2 separate regions of the Sus scrofa genome follow, and region 2 is linked to region 1. Evidence: chromatin contacts called from public Hi-C data. All regions are on one chromosome and are shown on one strand. The core of a region is the stretch at or near the end of the contact, and the rest is flanking DNA. Distances in the headings are between cores, read along the strand shown.

Evidence for each region. A called contact is a pair of places that touch in the nucleus more often than the background predicts.
Region 2: a contact with region 1 is called in a Hi-C map of embryonic fibroblasts, with 2.2 times the contacts expected there. The contact joins the promoter of LOC102168098 here to the promoter of RALGPS1 in region 1. A contact is called at or near these places in 1 of 47 Hi-C or Micro-C datasets (embryonic fibroblasts) and 1 of 2 datasets of contacts at active chromatin or transcription factors (skeletal muscle).

Annotation. Positions count from the first base shown.
Region 1 is chr1:267,434,158-267,440,023 of Sscrofa11.1, reverse strand. It overlaps RALGPS1 (ras-specific guanine nucleotide-releasing factor RalGPS1), which reads right to left and starts at 2,958. Exons shown (of 20, transcript XM_021069060.1): 1 at 2,935-2,958. ZBTB34 (zinc finger and BTB domain-containing protein 34) reads right to left here and starts at 3,036. Exons shown (of 2, transcript XM_021069179.1): 1 at 2,935-3,036.
Region 2 is chr1:267,730,863-267,736,728 of Sscrofa11.1, reverse strand. It overlaps LOC102168098 (collagen alpha-1(III) chain-like), which reads left to right and starts at 3,399. Exons shown (of 2, transcript XM_021069197.1): 1 at 3,399-3,588; 2 at 4,713-5,866. The coding sequence starts at 4,940. The coding sequence ends at 5,866. The region is part of intron 11 of RALGPS1 (ras-specific guanine nucleotide-releasing factor RalGPS1); the gene reads right to left. It overlaps LOC110256267 (a long non-coding RNA gene), which reads left to right and starts at 1,468. Exons shown (of 2, transcript XR_002337629.1): 1 at 1,468-1,865; 2 at 3,194-3,383.

The sequences.
Region 1 (5,866 bases), core at 1,709-4,208:
TATTCAGCAGTTTGTCAACTACAAAACATTAAATGGACGCAATTAAGAAGTCTGAAAAACATTAAGCAGAATTTAAAGAAAGATGAAAACTAATGGGGAAAACATAATGACGCATTCTAGGTTTGTGGTACTGACATTTTTGACAGGAGGAAGGTAGAAGCAGGATCCAGAGGCACGTAGAAAAGTCTCGGGAGCTACAATGAGGTTCAGCAGCCTATCATTTCTCCGCCTTGATAAATTTACACCTAATAATAATCATGATGATGATGAAAATGCATTAAGCAGTTACTCGGTGCTATAAACTTTGTTACCTCCTTCATATACTTTTCTTCACTTTAAAACTCCTAGCATCCTACAAAAGGGATTATATTACCCCCACACTACAGATGAGAAAACAGAGGCCCAGAGACATTGTATAAATGGTTCAAGTTCACTTGGCTAGTAAGCAGCCTTCCTGGGATTCAAACCCAGACGCGTCTGATTCCGAAGCTGATGTTCCTTCCCCAAGTCTCCAACTGAAGAGTTGCGACTTTTTCTTTTCCCATAATCCAGAGTAAATAAACGTTTTAATGTTTCAAAGATTCGCTTTACGTTATCTGCACGCAGAGAATGAAAGCTGAACACATCCACCTTGAATGGCAGCATTAGACATAAATGATATATGACAGAGAAAACTGGTAATAAAAGATTCTCCTTTAAAAAGGGGAGGCATTTCCTTTTTTTTCTTAAGAAGTCATTTACCAACAAAAATCAGGAAGTATTTGAGTATCTATTATAAAAGTCCAGCTACAGTATTAGATATTACAAGGGTTTCGAGAGAAGTATTAAGACATAATGCCCTCAAAAACGCCCACTCCAGTCGGAACAAGAGCAAGTTCAATAACCAGAGAACAAGTGCTGAATCCTGTGCTTTAGATTCTGAATGCCACAAAGGCATGGGGGTAGGGCAGTCAAGGAACACCCTCTGGAGGAAGTATATCTTCAGCAGGGGCTTGAAGGAAGTGAAATGGAGAATTTACACAGAGGAGAAGAAAAAGGAGGCCAGTACTTCAGAAGGGGGAAGAGAAGCAAAGCCGTAGAGGCAGTCATAAACTCACTTCTGCAGGAGACAGACCGGGAGAAGGAGAAGCAGGGAATAAGGTCCAGGTAGGCGAGGAGAGGCCAAACCAAGGGGAGCCCTAAAATGGCAGGGTGGGCGAGGTGGCAGGCCGAGGACCTACGCAGCTTTGAAGAGTGGTATAAATGCTGCAGGGCCTTTCAGCGGATCTCCCAGCCCTCTCTCCCTCCCCCTCCTGCAAAAGATCATGAACCACCCCTAATCTCCTGCCGCTCACCTCTGCCTTTAGAACAGTTTCAACTTTGGCCTAGTGTTCAAGTTCTTTCAGGAACTAGCCCAACCAATCTATCCTCTTGTTCCCTTCCTTTACGCACCCTTCTCTACCGGGAGACTGGTCTATTCACTAACTCCATAAGATCACTGGGCCTGATTCTTCTTTTCCTATCTGAATCCTACTCATCCTTTAGCAGCCAGCTGAAACCCCACCCCCGTCACTAAGCCCTCCCTGACCACTTGGCCTACAGTGACCTCTCCATCTCGCCTCCCACTTAATTCTAAAGCACACAGGCTTGTCTTATCAACCAATTACCTTTTCCCAGGTAAAGTCTTAGCACCAGGGTAAACCGCTCGGAGGCTGCAAGTGTGCCTTCTACTTCTTCCCCCCACCACATGGAACAGCATCTTGACATTTAATAAGCAAGCAAACACTCAACTCTTTTTTTGACTTCCTATATTAAGTTTGGCATTAGCATAAAGGAAGGATGGGGGAGGTGGTGGGGGGAACTTCTGAAGTCAGAGACCAGCTAAGAAGCTGTTGCAATAATCCAGATGTGAAGCAAAGAGGGCCTGACTGGGAACAAAGAGAAAATAGGCAAATATAAACAACAAAAAAATTTTTACATGCAAAAACTCTGCAGGATGGGACTGACTACTACTAGGAACAAAAGCAAAGGAAGAGTTACGACAAGGAAAGGTTTAGAGACGATTCTTGATTCATTTTAAAGCCTGTGTGAAACCAATTGTATTAAGTGGCTAAAAAGTCCATATTTGCAAAAAGTCTTCAGTGAAACGGTCCAATATCTCGAACCAGGGACAGCCCTTCCAATTTCAGACATACGGAGAATGGCAGAGCTGAAGGAGTCTTTAGAGAACTAATCTAAAACTCTTACTGATCAGATGGGGAAACTGAGGCCCAGCATGGAAGAGACATGCTGAAAGCCTCAAGACCGAGACTCCCAGCCTAATGACGCCCTAAGGCACAGCCATCTAGCCTAGAAGGACACTGTTTACACCCCCAGGCCAGCCCAGCCCACTGTAAAAGCAGGACCGTCTGAGGGTGAGAGTGACCATGGAGTCGTCCAGGGCCAAGCACGTCGCGTCGCCGCCTGTTTACCTGGAGAAAGGCGGAGGCGTGGGGCAGGGGTTCAGTGGAGGCCACCAGCAGGGCCGACCCCATGGCCCGGCCCAGGTCTCCAGGGGATTTAACTATTCGGCCTCCTCATACAAAAAGAGAGCGCCCCTGGAGCCAAGGGGCCCGGAAGCAGGGGATCCCAAGACGCCCGGGGCGGAGGCTGGAGAGCCCGGGGGCAGCTGGTCGAGCGGGACCCTCAGCCCCGCGAACAGCGTCCGGACTCCAGGGCCGAGTAGGGTTGGCCCCTCCAGGGCGCGCGCCTGGCCCAAGCAGGTGCCCGGGGCCTCCCGACCCCACCCGGCCTCGGCTTCTGCCCGCGCCGCCCGCCCGCCGGACTGACCAGGCGCTGAGGCTCCCGCCCCGCCGCGCCCAGAGGGAGCGGGACAGCGGCCGGGGACTGCCTCCCACCCCGCCGGCTCCGCCCGCGCCTAGCCCGCCGCCCGCCAGCCCCGCAGGCGCTTCTCACCTGCCGAGAGCGCCGCGCTCACATCGCCCGCCCGCGGCGCCCCCTCCGCCGCCGCCGGCGCCAGGCCCGTCCCCGCCGCTCCGGCTGCCGCCCCAGCCCGCGCCCCCCGCCCCCGGAAGCGCTTCCCGGCCCCGCCCCCTCGGCGCCGGCGCTTCCGGGCAGGCGCGGACCAGGGTGCGGGGCACACTGGCTGGGCCCCTCTCAGGGACACCGGATCCCGGATCCCGGATCCCGGTTCCCGTCCCGGCCGCGTCCAGGAGCCTCGCTGCGAACAAATGGGCTAGCGGCAACCTTGGTTTCGACTGGGGGAGGAGCGGCGGCAGCTCTGCGCCCCGTGGCCTCCCCGCCCGCCTTCTCCTGGGCGCCTCCTGCTGGTGGGAGGAGGGCTGCTCGGCGGGGCGCGCCCGGGCGCTCCGGGAGCGGGGTGGGTGAGAGGCCAGCACAGTCGACCCGCCATCACCCCGGGGCCTGCGCCTGCCCTCCGCTGGGACCCTCGCTCCCACAGCCCTTTAGATGCCTGCTCCTCACCCTACCCTGTAGTGGTTACTCATGGGTGGTTACTACCTACCAGACCCAGTCCTAACTGAGGACCTTGGGCAGATTTCCTCTTCCCGCAAAACGGATGTGAAAAGTCCAAACTTGGGGATACTGTTGCCAAAACGGCCTGTTTTAGTGGAGGAGGAAAAAAAAAAGTAGCTTTATTGCTTAGCCAGCCAAAGGCGGCCACAGCAGGCTAATGCCCTAAAGATTGTGTCCTCCTTTGGAAGAGGTGGTTTTGTAGTTTGGGGAATGGAAAACAGATCCAAGGTAAAGTTAGATGCAAGTTTGTATTTTTCAAAGGGGTGTCCTATTGGCGGTGGGACTGGTTCTGGTGGTCCTTTCTGGAATGAGGAATGCTTCATGAAGTAGTTAATACATTTCATTCGTTGGGGGTTTTAGTTCTGCAGAAGAGCTGGAAGGTATTGTTATGTATATTCCTGGGGGAGGAACCAGGACCCTGCCTACAGCCTGCACCATTGTTTTTTTTAACTGTTCCCCCCTCCTCCCTGTATCCCTTCCTTTCTCTAATTAGCAACTGTTTGAACCTACTTTTTGGAAGTCTGGGAAGAGGGAGGCTGGATGAGGCCTATTTCCTAAAAACAAAAAAGGAGGGACACACAAAGGCTTTTGTGCCCAAGACCCCCCCCCCCCCCCCGCAGGGCCCTGCTTGGTTTCAGTAGGAAGCTCCTGTCACAGACCAGGTCTCCAAAAAATGTGCATGTCCAGATCTTTCCAGATACCCAAGGGAGTGGGATCCTTGCTCAGCATTTTCCTCCCTGTCAGGCAAATTTAACAGCCTTTGAAGACCTTCCCTTCCCATTTTGGTGGACTCCTGAGAAGTTGTGGCTGAGGTTTATTTTCCTTTTTCTGACTTTGTGATAAAAATAAACGAGGAGTCAAAGATACCAGCTCCTCTTCAAGTTATAAAGCTGAGGCTTCTTGATGCCTACTTCATCCTTTGCATATGGGAAAGGCTGGGTCCACTAGCCACAGCTACCCTTTGTTGAATATGTTCAGGGCGCTCTGTAGACACTTTATGTGCCTGACCTCCTTTAAGACATAACCCCAGGAGGTAGCGATCTATTACTCTCCCCATTAATTAAGGAGGGGACTGAGGTTCAGAGAAGTTAAGTTTCATAGCTAAAGTCACACAGCTAGGAGTTCCCATCATGGCTCAGTGGTTAATGAATCCGACTAGGAACCATGAGGTTGCGGGTTCGATCCCTGACCTCCCTCAGTGGGTTAAGGATCCGGCATTGCCGTGAGCTGTGGTGTAGGGTGAGCTGTGGTGTAGGTCGCAGACCCGGCTTGGATCTGGTATTGCTGTGGTTCTGGCGTAGGCCAGCAGCAAGAACTCCGATTAGACCCCTAGTCTGGGAACCTCCATATGCCGTGGGCGTGGCCCTAAAAGGACAAAAAAGACAAATAAATAAATAAAAATTAAAAAGTCACACAGCTAAATGGCAGACTTGGGATGAGCACCCTTGTCTCTCTGATACAAATAGAAACTTTTGCTGAACAGAATTTTAGGTAACCAGTTCTTAACTGGAGGCACCAGGGCAGAGAGTCTCACCATTTCCTTAAGATCTGTCCCTAAGAGTGAGTTCTGTGAACCCAAAGCCAAAGGAAGGTATCATCTTGTCAGGCCAGGTCTCCGCAGGACCCCTGGGCTGATTCACACCCCACATGAGTGAGTTCCTGTTTCTTCACAGACCAGCTGTGGGGCTCATCATTTTAACTGATTTTTGCTAAATCTGTTGGTAACAATTGGTGTCGTCTTGGCTGTAATAAAGTATTTGTGTGGCATTAAGGATTATAAAAGCTAAAATGTTCCTTAATATTTAAACTTTGTGCCCAGTGTCTCAAAGTTCTTAACCAGCTGTCCATTGGATGCCGGGTATTTTTCCCTCAGGGATTTGTATCTGCTCCTCCACCCAACTGGGTCACGCAACTCATATATTTTTCCAGTGCCCTGCTCTTGCCATTTAGCTGATTATGTGTCATGATCTCTACTAACTTATTTTGGTTAGCAAATTGTCACTTCACAATTAGGGCAAATGCATTTCTGTTTTCCCATGATCCTTGAGGCATTTCTAAATGATTTAATTTGCCGATTGGAAATCAGAATCTAGAGAGTGATGTGTGGGTCTCATTTTAATATACTCATTACCCAGTGTCCCTAATAGTATTTATAGAATGATAAAATTCACATTTCGTCAAAGTCTGGGGTTAACCTTCAATCCAGTCAAGGAGGGGTTTTGCCATAATGGAGGTGTCAGCTTTGGCAACTGTGGCAGCTGGTGTTAGTTAGCCAATATCTGTGTTCCACCTTCTCTTCTTCCAGGGCACAGGGCTAAAACACATCTTCCAGCATCCCCTCCACGTCACGTGT
Region 2 (5,866 bases), core at 2,150-4,649, 300 kb before region 1:
TAAATGTCCATCGACAGAGGAGTGGATCAAGAAGATGTGGTCCATATACACAATGGAATATTGCTCAGCCATTAAAAGGAACGAAATACCGGCATTTTTAGCAACATGGATGGACCCAGAAATTATCATGCTAAGTGAAGTCAGCCATCCAATGAGACACCAACATCAAATGCTTTCACTGACATGTAGAACCTGAAAAAAGGACAGACGTAACTTGCAGAACAGATGCTGACTCACAGACATTGAAAAACTTTTGGTCTCCAGAGGAGACAGTTTGGGGGCTGGGGGGATGTGCTTGGGTTGTGGGATGGAAATCCTGTGAAATTGGATTGTGATAATCATTATTCAACTACAGATGTGATAAATTCATTGAATAAAAAATAAATAAAATGAGCATCCTGGAGTTCTTGTCGTGGCTCAGTGGTTAATGAATCTGACCAGGAACCATGAGGTTGTGGGTTTGATCCCTGGCCTTGCTCAGTGGGTTAAGGATCCAGCGTTGCCATGAGCTGTGGTATAGGTCGCAGATTCGGCTCGGATCCAGCATTGCTGTGGCTGTGGCTGTGGCTGGCGGCTACAGCTCCGATTCAACCCCTAGCCTGGGAACCTCCATGTGCCGTGGGTGCAACCCTGGAAAAAGACAAAAAAAAAAAAAAAGATAAAATGAGCATCCTTTAAAACTGAGTGGATGCCTCTGTGCCAGGCTCTGCCCTCCAGCTCCATCTTTCCTCATCCTGTGCCATGAACTGGGGCTGTACCATGGCACCTAGGTCAGCAGGCTCCTGGTCAGGTCAGAGGATGGGGGCCCTGGCCAGAGACGGAGGAAGGGAAGACAGTGAGGCTGGGGCACCGCTCCCGCCTGCCGTCCCCATGGTCACTGTTGAGAGGCACAGTCTCCGGGCCCCCTGTGCTCTGGTCTTGGTAACTGCTGCCTCCCTGCACCCCTGCAGGCTTGGTGGTTACAGCGCCCCACTGTCTCTAGCCTGGAGTGCTGTGCTGCGTCCTGGGGTTCCTCTTTATCCGCCTTCTGAAACTCTCCTCTGGTCACCCCAGTTGAGTGCCATCTGTGTCCTGCCTCGGGCCCTGCAGTGCCCGCACGTGTAACCCCCATGACGCCCCTCTGAGGTCCGTGTTATCAGCCTTGGTTCACCAATGGGGAAGAAGCAGAAGCTCAGGAGGTTAAGCCTCAAGGACAGGGAGCTGGCATGGAGCCCGGTTCAAGTCTAGGCCTTGTGAATCCATGGAGGGGGCACCTGGGGCCACCTTGCCCAGCAATCGCCCCTCCTCCTGATGGGGTCACAGGGGAGCCAATGCCGGACCTCTGTGTGCGGCCCTGCCCCGGCCCCGGCTGGGGAGAGGCACCTTCCCCGGGCGTTGGAGGAACAGGTCTGAGGACAACCTCTCTTTGGGATGAGAAATGAGACCGAGACAGGGGCGCCTTCCAGAGGATTCAGATGTGCAGTCGGTGAAGACTTTCTGCTCCAAAGGCTGGAATGAGAGCGAGTTTTGTCCTGGGGGAAATGTCTCGTGGAGCTGCTGCAGAGGGGCAAGGCAAGCGTGGAAGCCATCGGCTTGGTTTCGGTTTTACACGTCTTGCTCAATCGATGGATCCATGTGGAGGGGAGAGTGTGCCTTGTTTATCAGCCGCATGTACGCAGGATTGCAGTCTCACTGCCTGAGTCACTCTGGCTCCCACCCTGGGTTCAGAAAGTATTTTGTAAAGGTCAAATCGCCTCGCTCCTCCTCGTGGCTTGAGCCGGTGGTGTCGCAGCCTGAATAACGGGGAAAGCTGAAAGTTCTGTGCCCAGAACTGGGTGCTGGGCTGCCACCCAGGAGGCGGGGACCTTCGGAGCCCTGTTTTGCAGGTAAGGGAGCCAGGGCTTCTATCACACACAGGACCTGGACCCAGGGGTACACCACTGTCCTGGCGGTGGCGGGGGGTCGGGGGGACGTGGGGTGGAGGAGGAGCTCTAACAGTTCAAAGGTCAGGCATTAACGAAGACCTGAGGAAGGAAGAACACGGAGCCCCATCTGAGGTGATCTGACATGACAAGCAGGAGACACTTCCTGCAGGAAACATGTGATGAATAAAGGCCAACTGCTACTCCTCGAGGAGGGGACGGTGAAGGACGCTAACATCTATTAGGCACCGACCGTGCACCAGGCTTGTATAAACACTTCCACATCTAAGATCATTGACTCCTGTGCAGCTGATGCTTTTACCAAAGCCACGTTAAAGGAACGCTCAAATATGGTAAATCAACTATACTTCAATAAAGCTTTTTAAAAAATAAAAATAAAAGGATGTTCGGAGGCACTCCAGTCACGTGGTGGTGGGGCGCTGGGCTTGTTCCTTCAGTCGCCCCTTGTGCAATGAGAGCTGGACGCGCCGAGGCTCTTCCGGGAGCTTCCGCACCCTCTGCTCACTCCTGATCCACTGCCTCCCCACCTGTCTCCATGTGGTTGCGCGTCCTGGCTCGGATCCCTGGTTCCGGGCTCACCCTTGGTCCTTTCCGCTCAGCTCTTGACTCTCCCTCCAGGCGGAGGCCCAGATCCACCCCCTTCTTCTCGCTGTGTTGGAGGCCTGCCTGGCCTCAGATGCCCCTTCAAGGGGCTGCAAGCAGCAGAAGCGGGGATCTCCCTGGGCCCAGGGTCAAAGCTGATGCTGCTCTGTGGACCAACAGCCGGGGTTTGCCGTTGAAGCAGAAGAATTTCCATTCAGCTGGGACCGAGGGGTGGGGGTGGCTTCCCTGCCAGTAAGTGATACTGTGCTACTGAAAGGCCTCACGTTCCTGCCCCATCAGGCCTGGGGGTGGGGGGCACCACGTGACAGCGTCAGGAACACGTGTCTTCTGGGATGGTTTCTGAGCTGGGCAGCTGGCAAGCTGTGTTTCTCCATGTCTCGGGGCAGGGGCAGGGATGGGGGCAGTGCTCATGAGCTGGGGCTCTGGCCTGGCTTAACAGAGTGTGGTCCCCGCTGCCCGGCCTGATATGGCACGGACAGCTGGAAAAACTGACCACGCAGCTTGACTATCTCAGAGGATTGCTCTATTTTTCCTCAGCATAATTTTTCCATGAATAATCTTTAAGTGGCTGTTTCTTTAGCAGTTTTATTGGAACATATGAGAACTGACAGTCACTGGGGAATGAGATATCATGAAAAAAATCTGGTTTTCATTACATTTCTCTCCAGAAACCAACATGCTGCCCAACAGACCACTCATTGATTGGAAGAGAAAAGAGCACAGGGCCTTCGAACCATGGCTTTGGAGTGGACAGGAGTAAGGATGATGAATGGCCACAGCAGAGAGCACAGGACCCAGAGGCAGACGGGCCTGGGCTCCCACCGGCCGCTGCCACCTGCAGGCTGAGTGACCTTGCGCAAGTCACCCGGCCCCTTCTGAGCCTGAATCTTCAACACGGGGACAGTGCGCTGGCCTGGCAGCCTCCCCACGAGGAGGAAATGATACAGCAGCTCTCCCTCCTTCCTGCAACAACACCCCGGGCCAGACGCCACACAGTCACACTGAATTAGACAGCTGGGGTTCTGTCTCTGTGCAGTTTACAGTCGAGGGGGGACAGAGACAAGTAAGCAGATAACTGCTTTGATAGGAACAAATAAATACAATAATAGCCATGACCACACCAATCGTGTAACTACCACGACAATAATGATGGTGGCAATGGCAACAGGTGACATTCATCAGGCACCTACAAGGTGCCAGATACGGTGCAAAACGCTCAGTACGCAGGATCTGATGTAAGTTTCACAGTACCGCTGCCTCCCAGGCATCTCGGCGTTACTCTGTGGATGTGCGGTCGGAAGGTTAAGGAGCTTCCCCGGGCAGGGGGCTGGTAAGCAGTGCACCTGAGCACACAGGCTTGTCAGAGGGGCCCTGGGGGGGGTGTGACCCCCAGACTGATGCAGGAGTCCCAGCAGAGGCAGTGGCAGAGGCGGAAGGAGCAGCTTGTGCAAAGCCTCAAAAACGGCAGGCCCAGGACCTACTCCAGAAACTGCAAAGAGCCAACCTGGCGACGAGCTGAGCATGGGGAGTGTGTGTACATTGGGAGCCAGACTGGGGCTGCAGGGCTGCGTGAGGGGCCTGAGGTTCAACGAGGGGAGGACACGGAGGTCTTTAGGAGAGGAGATTATTTTATTTAGATTCTAGGAGAGCAAATTATGCTGAGACTTGTACCCTAGAAAGCTCACTCTGGTCAAGACCGCAGGCTGGGAAGGGGAGATGTGAACCAGAGGTGTCTAGAGGGTAGACCAGCAGGGGTGTGGACCGCGAGGCTGATTTGGGGTAACCCTCAGTGGGAGCTGGTGCCCTTCAGTTAGGAGGGAGCAGGATTGGGGGGCCAACGAGAAGCTCAGTTTGGGACTGATGTCTGGTGGCCTCTGGGCAGATGGATGCGTCGCTTGGGAAACAGGTGACGACTGGGGACAGGTGCGCAGGACTTGTCAGCACAGGGCTGTGGAGCCCCAGGAGCGGACGAGATAATCCAGGTTGTAATCTCAGTGCAAGAGGGAAGCCCGGAGACAGGAGGGGAAACCAGTGTTTGTGGGATGAGAAGAAGAGGAAGGCTAGGAAGGAACCAGTGGTATACAACTAGGGTCAACAGAACAAATATTTGAGAAAAGCATCATTTTAGATTTGTGTAATTTTAGAGGAAGGCGGCTCAGTAACAATGTACTCTTGTGACCTCGGCAGCCCCTGGTCTCAGCAGTCAGTTCCTCCTCTGGAGGCAGCCTTGGACCGCCAGCCTGTGCCGGGACACTGCCAGGAGCCATGGTCCCCGTCTACTCTCTCATGCGGACCACAGCAGACAAGCCTGGAACCCCGCAGACATGACCTGTTCATTCTGGGTGTTTCTCTTGGGAGAAGAGGGAGAAACAGAGCGAAAGAACCGCTGGTCTGCTCCTGCCCTCGGCGGTTAAATGAGACAGCGAGGGCTTTCACTGAACTGCAGGGCCCAGAACCCGTGTCCCCGAGCTCTCATAAAGAGGGCCGCGACCCCGTCCTCCTGGTTGCGTGCGGCCTGCACCGTGCCTTCACAGCGCCCGTCCCGGGAAGCTACGGCATCGTGTGTGAGTTCCCTCTCCCCCACTGACACTGGCTCCGGACGCCCAGGCTGTGTCCTGGGGCCCAGGGCAGGGCTGGGTGAGCAGCCGGAGCACCGGCCCAGTGTGCCGAGGGGGCCGGCGCGGTGTCCGTGGCTGCAGGGACGCCGGCTCTGCCGCGGAGGACACGTGGCTGGGATGGGAGCCTCGTTCCCACGGGTTCCAGCAGCACCCGTGCGGCCCTGCCCTGGGTCAGCGCTGCCCATTGAAGCAGCCTGGCAGCCCCGCTCCGCTCGCGGGGTGCCTTCCAAGTCTCGCACGTGGGAGATTAATGGGAGGCAGCTGTGTTGCAGGGAAACGACTCAACTGGAGTCACAAGACTTGCGTTCCAGTCCCGCCTCTGCTGGGGCTGAGCTGGGAGCCTGCTGCCCAGGCTCCTCGGCTCTGAGCCTCCTCTTCGTCACTGGAGAAGAGGGGGACCCCTGCCACCCCGGCTGTGGAGAGCACCTCCCTGAGGGTCTGGGGCATGGGGCCCCCTTCCACCCTGGACCTGGGGGGTCCGTGGCTCTCGGTTGCTTTCCTGCAGGGGCTGAGAGCCCTGTTCCCAGAGAGGGGTCCTCTGTGGGTCTGCCAGCACCTCGCGGCTCTCCGGGCCCCGGGCCCCTCTGCCCTGAAAGTCCGTCTGTGTGGCCGTCTGGCCACCGTGTGGCCAGCTTTCACGGTGCAGCCCAGAGCTGGAGACTTTCGCATTCACACGTGCTCTTTGTTTCTCAGACTTGCGGCTCTTCCGGGTCCTCACTGTGA